2 separate regions of the Oryctolagus cuniculus genome follow, and region 2 is linked to region 1. Evidence: chromatin contacts called from public Hi-C data. All regions are on one chromosome and are shown on one strand. Each heading gives the region's core, a stretch centred on a gene start, on an enhancer-like site or on the middle of the called end of the contact. The rest is flanking DNA. Distances are from core to core; before and after follow the strand shown.

Region 1 (6,310 bases), core at 957-3,456:
GGATCAATTTTCAATTGGATTTAAACACTGAAGAATAATTCTATATTAAGTAAAGAGTTCAACCAATGGTATTAAGTAGAAAAAGAAAAATACTAAAAAGAATTAAATAGTAAGCTGTTCCTCCACAGCCAGGACAAGTGCTGATTAAGCCATTGCTTCTCATAGTGTCAATTTCACTTCTACAGGTTTCCTTTTAGGTGCTCAGTTAGATGTCACAGATCAGGGAGAACATATGATATCTGTCCCTTTGGGACTGACTTATTTCACTCAATATGATGTTTTCCAGATTCCTTCATTTTGTTGCATATGACCAGATTTCATTTTTTTTACCACTGTGTAGTATTCCTTAGAGTGCATATGAGAAATGAATTTTTAGAGACTCAAAAATGCTTAAGAGATGTAAACAACCAAATCCAGTGTGGGCCTTGTTTAGGTCCTGATTTGAACAAACATATAAATCACACCTTTGATAAAAATCAGGTAAATTTTAATATAGACTTAGTACTTAATTATATAAAGGAATTATTTTAAATCACATTACTGTCATTGTGGCATGACTGTCATTTTGAAAAACTTGTTTAAAATTTCTTTTTAAAGATATATTTATATCTTTAAAGGCAGAGTTACAGAGAGAGGTCTTCCATCCTCAAATGGCTGCAACAGGCAGAGCTGAACCAATCAGGAGCCAGGAGCTTCCTCTGAGTCTCCCAAGAGGGTGCAGAGCCCCAAGGACCTGGGCCATTCTCTGCTGCTTTCCAAGGCGCATTAATAGGGAGCTGGATCAAGAGTGGAGCAGCTGGGACTCAAACTAATGCCCATATGGGATGCCAGCACTGTAGGCCAGGGCTTTAACCTGCTGTGCCACAGTGCCCAGTCCCCAAAAAATGTCTTATCAGTAAAAAGTGGACACACACGAAGTACTAACAGGTGAATTAATATGGTGTTGTGGATTTGCTTTACTGTGCTCCAATGGTGGGAGAAAGGAACGGAGAGATGGAGGGAAAAAGTGAGGAGAATAGATTTTTAAATGGTAAACTGCTAACTAATTGTTCAAACAGGTTCACTATGTTATTTCTACTTCTGTCTTAGTTTGAGAATATATAATTAGTATATCATTAACATTTTTCAAAAATGAAAAGACAAACTTTTGGTGAATAATTGAAATCTCAACGATCTTTAAATAAGCATAGGTTCAACTCATTGGGAAAAAAATCGTGGAAAACATAGGTAAAGAAAATAAAAGTAATTGGATATTACTGAAGAAAATTTAAGCCAGCCAAATAATCTGATGAGTTGCCCATTTTTTATGGCTCCATTTCTCTCCATCTTGTCACTACCAATTTTCTAGAACCTTCTCTTCAAAATGATTCTGGTAACATGCAGACAACTCATAAATTTTAAGTTTTTTTTTTTTTTTTTTGACAGGCAGAGTGGACAGTGAGAGAGAGAGACAGAGAGAAAGCTCTTCCTTTGCTGTTGGTTCACCCTCCAATGGCCACCGCGGCCGGCACACCGCGCTTGATCCAAAGGCAGGAGCCAGGTGCTTCTCCTGGTCTCCCATGGGGTGCAGGGCCCAAGCACTTGGGCCATTCTCCACTGCACTCCCTGGCCACAGCAGAGAGCTGGACTGGAAGAGGAGCAACCGGGACAGAATCCAGCGCCCTGACCGGGACTAGAACCCGGTGTGCCGGCACCGCAGGCAGAGGATTAGCCTATTGAGCTGTGGCACTGGCCTAGATGTCCCTTCTGATTGTATTTTGAAATGTCATCACCCTCTACCATACCATGATGAAATTTCCCCATGATAAATATAATTTCATAGAATTTCAGTTTGCTGAACATAGTCTTATGTTGTATTTATTTTCCCTGAAGTCACCAAAAACGGCACCCAGCTTGTGTCTGAATCACAATTTGTGTTAGGACACAACTTACTCCTTCCAAGCTGGGTGCATTCTTCTCCACTGGGGGATCCTGCCTTTGTCATTCCATCCCTGGTGCCAAACCAGGGGCCTGCTTTTCTCCCAAGCCATTTACTTACTACGAGGAATATAGGCAGAACTGGATTTTTCAGCTTCTGAAAACTAGCCCATTTCACAACACAACTAACAACTAGCTGATTCAGGAACTGAGGCGTTCCCGGTACAGACTACTCCTTCTCTTCCGAGGCTAGGGCTTGGGGAATAAATGAGCCTTGTGCTCTGCCCTCAAGGTCAACAGCTTGAATGTGGCCTTGTGTGTGCTGTGAATGTACGGTGCATGACATCATGCTTATTCAGTGGCTTTTCCAACCACCGGTCTCACTAACGACTGAGGCTTCTCTCTTTAGAAGGTGCTCCTCTTTGACTTTTGAGATGTTTTGAGTCTCCTGGGCCTTCCACCTTCTTGTCTCTCTTAGTCATAGATCTTTTTCCTCCTGACTTGTCCCTTCTTCTCTCCCTTCTCCTCTTCTCCTTTTCTCTGGTCCTCTCCCCTGTTTTTCTTCCCCTCATCTCTTCTTTCTTTTCCATTCTCCATGCGTAAAACTCACAGAGACACCTGACCTGCACCCGCACCTGCAGGTGGGTCACGTAAAGCCTCTTCTTGCACTCAACATCCAAACCTGCACCTCCAACACACTACTGGGTATTTATAATTACCAAGTCCCATCATCAAATTGAAAATGAAATGTAAAATCTCTCGAAGCAGTTCCCTCCCACCGTCTTTGACTTTGCGAATGCCGTCTCTAATTTCCTGGCCCCCCAGACTCGGCAGCTTGTAGTTGTCTTTGACTCTTTCCTTAACCGCTCTGTGGAGTCTTGAAACATGCTCTGTTCCTGCAGTCTTTGAAACGCATCCTTCACCCCTGCCCCCGCCATTTCTGCCATCACCATGGTGTACTGGACCCTTGTGAGGGTGAATTATAATAATGGGCCCCTTTGTGTGCCTGCTTCTGTTCATTTTTTCTGCTGGGGTGTTCTGGGTCTGCTTTCACCCAACATGACACCCAGACATTGATTTACTCATATCATGCTTAAAACTTTATCTCTAACGCAACCTTCTCTGCAGGAACCCAGCTCTGCAGGCTGGCCTTGAGAGCCTCTATAGTCATTTCTGCCTGCTATGCCCAAGTTCCTCTCCTCCTGCGACAATTTCTCCCTAACTGTGTGCACAGCTTCCATGCCCTGCCAGAACTTTTTCTTGCACTTTCATTCCCATTGAGGGTGCCATATTGTCTCTTCTTCACCTCCCTATGACCCTGCAATTTTCCGAGTCCATATGAAAGCCCTCTTCTTTCAGAAGGGATTTGTGGATGAAATGACTAGATGTCTGGTTTTGATTTAAAATAATCTAGTGGGCAGAGGGAAAGTGTGTGGGAGGTAGAAATGCGACAGCTGTAGCCACATGTTGATGTGTTAGAAATATAATCATTTATTATCCTATTATCTCTCCTCTTGTGTATGCTTGAAATCTTCCATGATAAAAAGTTTAAAGCTAAAAATGAAATGGCAGAAGCTCGCAACATGGTTCTGAACCGTGAGGTCCAGTATGTGCCGGACTCCTTGAGAGCTGGGGAGAATTCCCACCAAATGGCAAGCTGGTACCCAGAATGGCTGCTGGGGAAAAAGAGGCTGTAGACCACGTAATTTTCTCTAAAACTGTCCCTCCGAGGATAAGGATTAGGCCTCTTCTGGTTTTTTGCTGGATCTGATGGATGGATTATCTCTGGCCCTCCATAGTATTTGCTGAATGAATTTATCGAATGAATAGATAATCTGCAAGTCACAATCATGCAAATCCATTCTTGGGGAGGAGGAGGATGGCTGTGTCTCTGCTGGGCTCTGTGCTTGTTCATGGAATACCACCCAAGGCCCCGTAAAGACCGCTCTGAGGTCCTAAAGGTTGCATCATGTGGGCTCACGTTCTACGTGAAGAGCGCCACAGCCCTGCCTTCCTGGGCTCATGCCCTAGCGAGGGAGAGAAAACCCACAGTGCCGAGAGAGGAATGCCGAGCGAGGCTCCTTGAGCTGCAGGGGCTAGAGCAAGGTCTCTGCTGACTTTGGAGGCCTGGCAAGGGCTTCCCGGAGCAGAGCCTGAAGGCTAAGTAGGAGTTGGCCCCTGTGAAAGCGACAGGAAGAGGCCAGCACTGTGGTCCAGGGGTAAAGCTGCTGCCGCCTGCAGTGCCAGCATCCCATATGGGTGCCGGTTCAAGTCCCAGCTACCCCACTTCCGATCCAGCTCTCTGCTATGGCCTGGGAAAGCAGTACAAGGTGGCCCAAATACTTGGGCCCCTGCACCCATGTGGGAAACCTGGAAGAAGCTCCTGGCTCCTGGCTTTGGTTCGATGCAGCTCCAGCCATTGCAGCCAACTGGGGAGTGAACCAGTGGATGGAAGATCTCTCTCTCTTCTTGCCTCTCCACCTCTCTCTGTGTAACTCTGACTTTCAAATAAATAAATAAATCTTTAAAAAAAGGGGGTGGGGGATGGGAAAACTGTTCCTAGCAGGAAAGACAGCTTGGAAAAGACAGGAGCAAGGGAAAGAAGTTTGTTACTGGGGGGAGGGGGTGGTCACTCAACGAAGGAGGTGGGGTGGGTGGGTATAAAGGGGCCAAAGAGAGCTGGAGAAAGGTGCAGGGGCCAGGTCCTCCAGCGTCAGCCACTTGGAGGAATGCAAACTGTGTTCACAGACCTTGAACCCTTTAGAGCAGCAGAGTGGATTTTGTGTTTTAGGAAAATCACTCTGCGCTTTGCCCAGAGTGTCTGGGGGGACAGTGGGAAGGGTGGTGCGTGCAGACAGCATGGGGGTTGCTGTAATTCTGGAGAGAGAGGGCAGTGATGTGACCGATGGGTAGAGTAGGGTGCAGGATTTTCAGAGTGGATGCTAGGGCTCCTGTTCAGGTGAGGAAATGGGGAAATGAAGTAGGTGTGGGCCTCTCCTAATGCAAGTTGTTTTCCTAAAATAGATCTTTGTTTGGGAAGCTAAATGTCTTCAGAATGTTTCACTGCGTGGGGAGCCCCCACGTCAGGGTTGGAGTGAGGAGTGGAGAAGTGGGAACATGAGGACGAGGAACCAGGCCCAGCACAGTTCTGAGGCTCCACTACCTTGGCTGTATCATGTGTGCATCCTTCTGTTCTCTGTTCTTGACGTCAGCACCTCCATCCAAGGAGCCTGATTTTCTCAAATGCTTCGTGTTTCTTGAACATGGGCTCGTGCTTGTGGTTCAGATTTCCTGGTGGACTCTCTGCCCCGTCTGTTTGCTAGGTCTGTCCAGCAAAGTGGTGTGCATTGCCCGTGTGATGTGCTCGGGGCGGGGGTTGAGGGGAGGACAGGATGTGTCACTTGGCAAGGCACTTTGGTAGCTGGTCTGTTGGATGTAGGGACTCACCACTCCTTCCTAAGGTCATCGGCCACCTGCTGCCCTGTTACTGATCTAATCTGGCCCAGGGGCAGAGTCCCCACCATGGCTGCCAGGCAGCTGCTGCTCCAGAAGTCTACACCCTGTCTGTCGCCCTGGCTCCTTTCTGTTCCAGGCTGATACCACGTCTGGCTGTGGAATCCACTAAGTGTGCCTATCTTTCCCAGCAGGGTCATTTGAGTCTGGACTATAGAATTCCTTTCCAAGCCAATCTCCTCCACTTTGGTTTTCTTTGTTTTAACCAAACCCTTCATCTGATTTTTAAGCACAACTAGCTGGAGGAATTTGGAGGAAGCTGAAGCTTGGACTGTCAGTCCTCCACATCTGTGGGTTTTGCATTCACAAACTCAACCAACCATGGACCGAACACTTGAAAGAGTAACTGTGTCTGTGTTGAACATGTCCAGACCTTTCTTCTTCCCATGATTCCCCAAACAATACAGGAAAGTACCTATTTGCATAGCATTTACATTGGATTGGGTATTGTAAGTAGTCCAGAGATGATTTGAAGTATATGGGATGATGTGTGTGGGTTTTAAACAAACACTTTGCCATTTTATAGCAGGGGCTTGTGCACCCATGGAATTTGTTATCCAAGGAGGATAAGGAGACAATACCCCATGGGTACTGTATTTGCTCTACCATTTCAAAACGAAAGCTTTAATACTGGCCAGACTGGCCTTTGGCCTCAGAAACCAACCCTGTGGTGCCCACTGAGGTTGGTGTGGATTCACCCTCTTTGCTGTCATCATAAGTAGAGGGTGTGAACATTAGGGAAAGAGACACTATTTTCTTTGAATTTCTTTCTTATTAATGACTAAGTGGGAAGTTAGGAATTTGTATCCCAAGGAATAATTTTTGGTCACTGGGGAATGGGTCAATAAGACACACTCATGTCAAAAATAGTTTCTCTGTT
Region 2 (6,310 bases), core at 1,881-4,380, 140 kb after region 1:
ACACGGCAGTCTTAGTTTTTAAGTTTATCAATAATGTTTTGTTATTCCAAAAGATTTGGTAAAAGTGTATTGGGGGCTGGCGCCGTGGCTCACTTGGTTAATCTTCCACCTGCGGCACCAGCATCCCATATGGGTGCCGGGTTCTAGTCCCGGCTGCTCCTCCTCCAGTCCAGCTCTCTGCTGTGGCCTGGGAGTGCAGTGGAGGATGGCCCAAGTGTTTGGGCCCCTGCACCTGCATGGGAGACCAGGAGAAAGCTCCTGGCTCTGGCTTCGGATTGGCGTAACTCCGGCCGTAGCAGCCATTTGGGGAGTGAACCAATGGAAGGCCTTTCTCTCTGTCTCACTGTCTATAACTCTACCTGTCAAATTTTTTTAAAAAGTGTATTATTACTGCACTTTTAGTGTAATGTAAAAAATCTGATTTTGGCCATTAAATCAAAGACTACATATCACTATTTAAGAAGCTTCACAATATTTCCAGAGGAAATTATTTCTATGTAGTATTCAGGCTTGGTAGGAAGGGATATCATTCTCTCTAGAATCAAAAGAAACACAGACAGGGCCGGTGCGCTGGCATAGTAGGTTAAGCCTCCACCTGCAGCGCTGGCATCCTATATGAGCACCAGGTTCTAGTCCCGGGTGCTCCTCTTCTCGTCCAGCTCTCTGCTGTGGCCCGAGAGTGCAGTGGAGGATGGCCCAGGTCCTTGGGCCCTGCACCCCATGGGAGACCAGGAGGAGGCTCCTGGCTTTGGATCGGCGCAGCTCTGGCCGTTGGAGCCATTTAAACAATGGATGACAGAGCTTTCTGTCTCTCTCTGTCTATAACTCTACCTCTCAAATAAATAAATAAAATCTTAAAAAAAAGAAACACAGTTAAAAAAAACCGGAACCACTGAAGTCCGCGTTTCCAACGACGATCACTGTCGTCCAAGGACGAGTCATCGCAAGCTTGCTTCCACGCAGCTCTGCTTTGCTTCTACTTCCCTGACTCGTTACCTTTTCAAAGAACTTGGGCCAGTCGCTGCTGTGGATGTTTCTTAAGTTCCCTCTGTCTTCAATCTTGTAGTGTCTGATTTTCTGATCTTCAAGCCAAACGATGAAGTTTCTAAATTCTGTTTCATCTGCAACAAAAAGTCACCAAGTCACCAGAAATATTCACCAGAATACTTTCACGTATTCCCCAGAACACTTCCTCCTCCACAGATAACTGGTCTCGTGGACTTTTCTCAACCCCAAGATACTAAGTTCATGGAGCTGACAGAAGTACGAGTCGGAAGTACAGACGGGAGCCAGACAGTAACAATCATCTGTTCCCGTCCCGGCCTGGGTTCAGATTCTGGGTTCTATGGTTACGCGGATCTGGGGACACCACCTATAGTCTCTGTGCTCCAGAGTCTTCCACCTACTCCATGGGCTAATAATATTAGCACGTATCTGGCATCGCCGGGAAGCTTATGTGAAGACGAACAAAGTGTCTAGCATAGAGCTGCGCTGTTTTAATGTTATTAATATTCCGGTTCCTTTCAGGGGGAGACGAGACTACTTAAGGCTTAATTTTTGCCACAGAATTAATAAGGAAAAATGAAATAAGGAATAACAGATCAAATGACAAAACTTAGGGAAGACAGCAGGTATCACGGAAGGTTACTCCCACATTAAGGGCACCTCGTACACGATTTCAGCCCACCCCCTTTCAACACACCCTTATGATACGGGTAATAGCCCCATTTCACAGACGAGCAAACTGGGGCGCAAAGGTTCACACCCACATTTGAGCTACAGCGCCACGGACCCTTGTCCACTAAGTAAAAGGCAAAGTGGAAAAACACACCACTACCGTTTGCTACGCTTCTACGCAAGACGGAAAAAACCAGCACGTAGTCGGCTCGGAAATCGGTTTCAGCAGGCCGCCTGCGGTGCTCTGAGCGCCGCGCCGCAAGCTGGACTCGGGGGTCCCTCTCGGAGGCCAGCAGGAACACGACTTTGTAAAGACTTCAACGCAGGAACATCCCCCAACACTCCGGTGTTCGCGACGCAGCCTGCCCGCTTAGGGGCTACTTCACTTCCGTGCACGCCCCGTGCGACCCCCCGAGCCCGCGCCCCCCGCCCCGCCCGGGCCTCAGCGCCTGCTCTCTGCGGCTGCTCCCTGGGCCGGGCCTCCCACTCCTGGAGCTCGGCTGCTGCAGCCCGTGACCCCCTCTGCACCCTCCCCAGAACCCAGCGCGCCGCGGGCCCCCAGCAGGTGCCCCAGGTACAGCCTAACGACCCCCGCTTAAGTGAGAAAACAACGAAAGCCTCCCGTTGGGTGTGCCAAGGCCGGGTGGCGGCAGCAGTTTAGCAAGTGCAGAAAGTGTCGGCGCCGAGGCAGGGCCGGGAGAGGGGGCTCCTTAGCCCGGGGAGCGGCCCCGGGGCACCCAGGGGCAGCCAAGGCCGCCGAGGGTCCCGGTGAGGAGGCAGGGTGGGGACGCTCGGGGAGGGACCGCCGCCGGCCCCGGGCCGCCGCCTCACCTTTGCAGTTGAAGCCAGAAGGGTTGTGGTAGTCCAGAGCCGTCAGCTTGCGTCGGAACATGGTCCCCGCTTCTCGCTCTGGTCCCCCGGGCCTCAGCCGGGAGAAGAGAAGCGAGGAGAAGCAGGCGGCGCAGGCACCGGCGACGCGGCGAGAGGGCGGGCGGGCGCGGCGACGCTACGGAGTGACGGCGGCCTTGGCCAATCGGAGCTTCAGAACGGCGGCCGCCGGCAAGCGCCTACCAATGGGAGCTCCGGGTGAGGAGGCGGGGCCACGTCCGGGCACGTCGACGCTCAAATTAACTTTATTGTCCGCTTCCTAGTCGCACAAAAGGCCGACAGGAGCCGGCCAGGCAGTTTCCTCTGGCTTTCCACCGCGGCGTGTAGAGCGTGAGACATGTAGGCTGTCCGCTGCTGTCGTACGTAGCAGCGCTCACTGGATCACAGAACTGCCCATTAGGATTTTGGCTGCATTCATTCATGCGTGCATTGCTCTTCCCACATACGAGGTGTTCTTGTAGCACTGTTAATACATTGCAAAACAAAGGTTAGTTGGTGGTCGATCCACAGGGAAACGTAGAAGTATAAAAGCGTGTGCACATTCCAGCTTTCGCCAGCCGCTGAGTGAGGTCAGAACGAGGAAGTCATCGTTAGGTGCCCTCAGTCACAGCACCGCGTGGATCACCACTTCCTGCAAACTCAGATCCTCCTGTGCCCCGTGAACCTCACTGATGTCGCCTCACATCGGGCTCCCGTCACTCCTGCTTACTCTGAGGGATTTCTGAGGGCCAGTCTTGCCTTCTGCAATCACAGCGAGAAGCATGATTTTCTAAAACACAACTGCCCATAGCCTCTTCGGCTAGGTATCTCTTAACGGGTGCCACTGCCTTCTAGAACCAATAAAATGTTCTTACTGTATTGACGAAGCTTCCTGAGCCTGTCCTTCCCTGCTTTTCAGACACTGGGGAGGACGCACTGGGCTAGGCAGAGCTGGCCCCTACTTATGGAGTTTACAACATTAAGCAGATGACCTGAGTGTGACCCACAGCTTGAAATTGGTGAGGAGTTCACCTTGCTGGCAAAACAGGAACTCCCTTTGAGGGCAGTAGATGGGTAAGGGCAAGCAATGAGTGACAGCTGGCTGGGGGAGGATGCAGCTTACGGGGGCTGGGCGGAAGCCTTGAGGACCAGCAAGGGCTCTGATCAAGAAGGGCTTCATGACAGCTACGCTGAGATGCTGAAGTTCTCGGGGGTAAGCCAACCCTGGATGGTTCATTTTATTTCAAGATATTAACTCGACACCATGTTCGCATCGATGGGACACAGGAATGAGTAAACTCTGTTTTCGGGAAGTTTAAGCAGAATAACCAACATATGTGTGTGAATAAATACTTATAATCTAGAGTTAGAAAGTGTTAAGCGAATTATAAGGCCACTGTATACTTACTTAGGGAATGAATCAAGAAAATGAGTTCACAAGTGGTTTGCTTCCAACAAAATCTGGTCAAAGATGAAGCTATACTCAGGCACATACTAGCTGTGTAAGTATTGAAATATTAGTGGAAAATAAAAAAAAAACATCAATGAAGGGAAACTAAGGGAGGAAAAAAACATGCGTGCAATTGCAGATAATGCAATTAGCAGTATGAGGGAAGGGAACAGCTGACTTGCTTGAGCTTGTAGGGCTGCTCCAGGGAGCTTATTTTGCAACACTGCTCAGAGGCCAGACCACCGGTCAGTGCAGAAAAGCAACATGAAATCAGCCTGAGTCACGGTGTATGGAAAGTATGCTGCCTGAGCAGCAGGAGAGTCCTTCCTCCCTTCTGGGTGCGGGTCCGCTGAGAAGCCCTGCTCTGAAAGGCCAGGCCAACTGCTCCTCAGCAAGCCAGCTTCTCGAGGGTGCTCTCCCTTCCCCGTCGCCTTGACGTGTTCCAGTAAATAAAGCTTTCCTCCCAGCCACTGCCACTTGAGGCTGGTTATTCGGCAACACCGAAGCCAAGAGACCCCTTTTGTCCATGCTAATATTCTTGCCACTGGTTTCTGGAATTGCCTCTAATGAAAACAACTGTGCTGTAAAAGGTTGAGCATCCGCCTGTGGCACCAGCATCCCATATGGGCACCAGTATGTGTCCCAGCTGCTCCTCTTCTGATCCAGCTCTCTGCTGTGGCTTGGGAAAGCAGTTGAAGATGGCCCAAGGGCTTGGGCCCCTGCACGTATGTGGGAGACCCGGAGGAAGCTCCTGGCTTGAACCAATGGATGGAAGATCTCTCTCCCTCTCCCCCACTCTTTAACTCTGCATTTCCTAAATAAATAAAATAAATCTTAAAATAAAAGTGTGTGAGGTTCATTAAAAATTTCAATTTTTTAAATTCAAAATCCATTTTTCCCCTCTGCATTTGAAGGTCCTTTGGCCCACCCTGAATGAAGTATCCAATGGGAACTGAATCTTAGACAATCCCCTTTCCGAAGACCACGGCCTCTATGTATGTAACTGTCACGTGACCTGCACTCCGATGTCAGGGCTGATCTGGGCATTGCTGGGCCTGCGACTTACCGGTTGGCCCATTCAGCAGCATGTTCCAGAGTTGGCTGAATGCCACGCAGTCTTTAAGGAGCTCCAGAGGCATCTGTGAACTTGTGCGGGGCAATCCCTGCCTGGGGGAAGTCACCATCTGTCAAGGGAAGACAGACAACACAATAGTAAATAAACAAACTGCTATTTTAGAAGGTGCTAGGTCTGATGGGAAAATCACAAGGGAGAGATGGCAGTGGGAGCTGATGCAAGTTGCAGTTCTAGCTCAGGGGTCAGGTTAGGCATCACTGAGATGGCTCAATGTGAAGTCAGGCTTGAAGGAGGTAAGGGACTTGGCCACATGGACATCTGGGTGAAGAGAGTTTAAGATAAAACTCTCAGTGCCAATATTAGAATGGTCTTAATATTTTTAAATGTTTGGAAAAAAATCAAAAGAAGAATATTTCATTGTGGTGGAATGAGAAGGCCATGCCAAGATGGCCGCTGGCAATGGAAACTGCCTGGCAACAGGCTGCGATTGGATGGCTTCGGAAACCACATGACAACAGAGCCTGACTGACAACAGGCTGTGATTGGATGGCTTCAGAAACTGCCTGGCAACAGGCTGTGATTGGTTAGGGCATAGACCGCCCCTCGACTGGATTGGCTGCCTTGGCTATATAAGCTGCTGAACCAACTGAAATAAATGAGTCTGCAGGCTGCTCACCTCTGGCCTGCTTTCACCTGGCTCCCAGGGTCTGTGTGGTGACTCTGCAGCTCTTGCCCCCACCACACTCCTTCTCTCAGAACGAATCCACCTCAACATTTAAAAATAGGAAAATTATATGGAATTCAATTTTCAATGTTCATAAATAAAATTGTATTGGGACCCAGCCATGCTGATTTGATGACTGGCTGCTTTGGTGAGACAAGGGCCGAGTTGAACAGATATGATGCAGGCCAGATGGCTCACAAAACCCAAAATATTTGCAAGGTGTATATGGTTTCAGACACGTAGAGGTGGCAATTTCAATATCATTCCCAGGACAAAACATTTAAGAAAATCAACCAATCCAAGGCACAAGTTGATCTTTGAAGGTTATTATCACAATTTGCAGTATTTCTTGAAGTCTTAGCAGTTTTCCTAGACTCCTTTATTCAAATTATTCTTCCAAAGACAGTGAACAGAGCAAGCTGGTAATAGGATTATCCACAAATTTCCTGCCATTACATAGAAAAACAAGTTTTGCATTCTAACGAATATTATCAATTGAACATCCCATACACTCAGA

Evidence for each region. Hi-C and Micro-C count contacts between places; a contact is called where the count stands out from the background.
Region 2: a contact with region 1 is called in a Hi-C map of embryonic fibroblasts, with 2.3 times the contacts expected there. The contact joins the promoter of RTRAF here to the enhancer-like site in region 1. A contact is called at or near these places in 3 of 6 Hi-C or Micro-C datasets (embryonic fibroblasts, skin fibroblasts and an unstated tissue).

Annotation. Positions count from the first base shown.
Region 1 is chr12:24,146,850-24,153,159 of mOryCun1.1, forward strand. No RefSeq gene overlaps it. Among named protein-coding and RNA genes, the nearest start is that of NID2, 50 kb to the right of the region's middle. Within about 2 kb of position 2,207, at least 1 of the 8 cell types and tissues checked has an H3K27ac peak or open chromatin away from gene starts, as enhancers often do.
Region 2 is chr12:24,284,984-24,291,293 of mOryCun1.1, forward strand. RTRAF (RNA transcription, translation and transport factor) reads right to left here and starts at 3,131. Exons shown (of 8, transcript XM_002718245.5): 1 at 2,509-3,131; 2 at 997-1,121. The coding sequence starts at 2,569.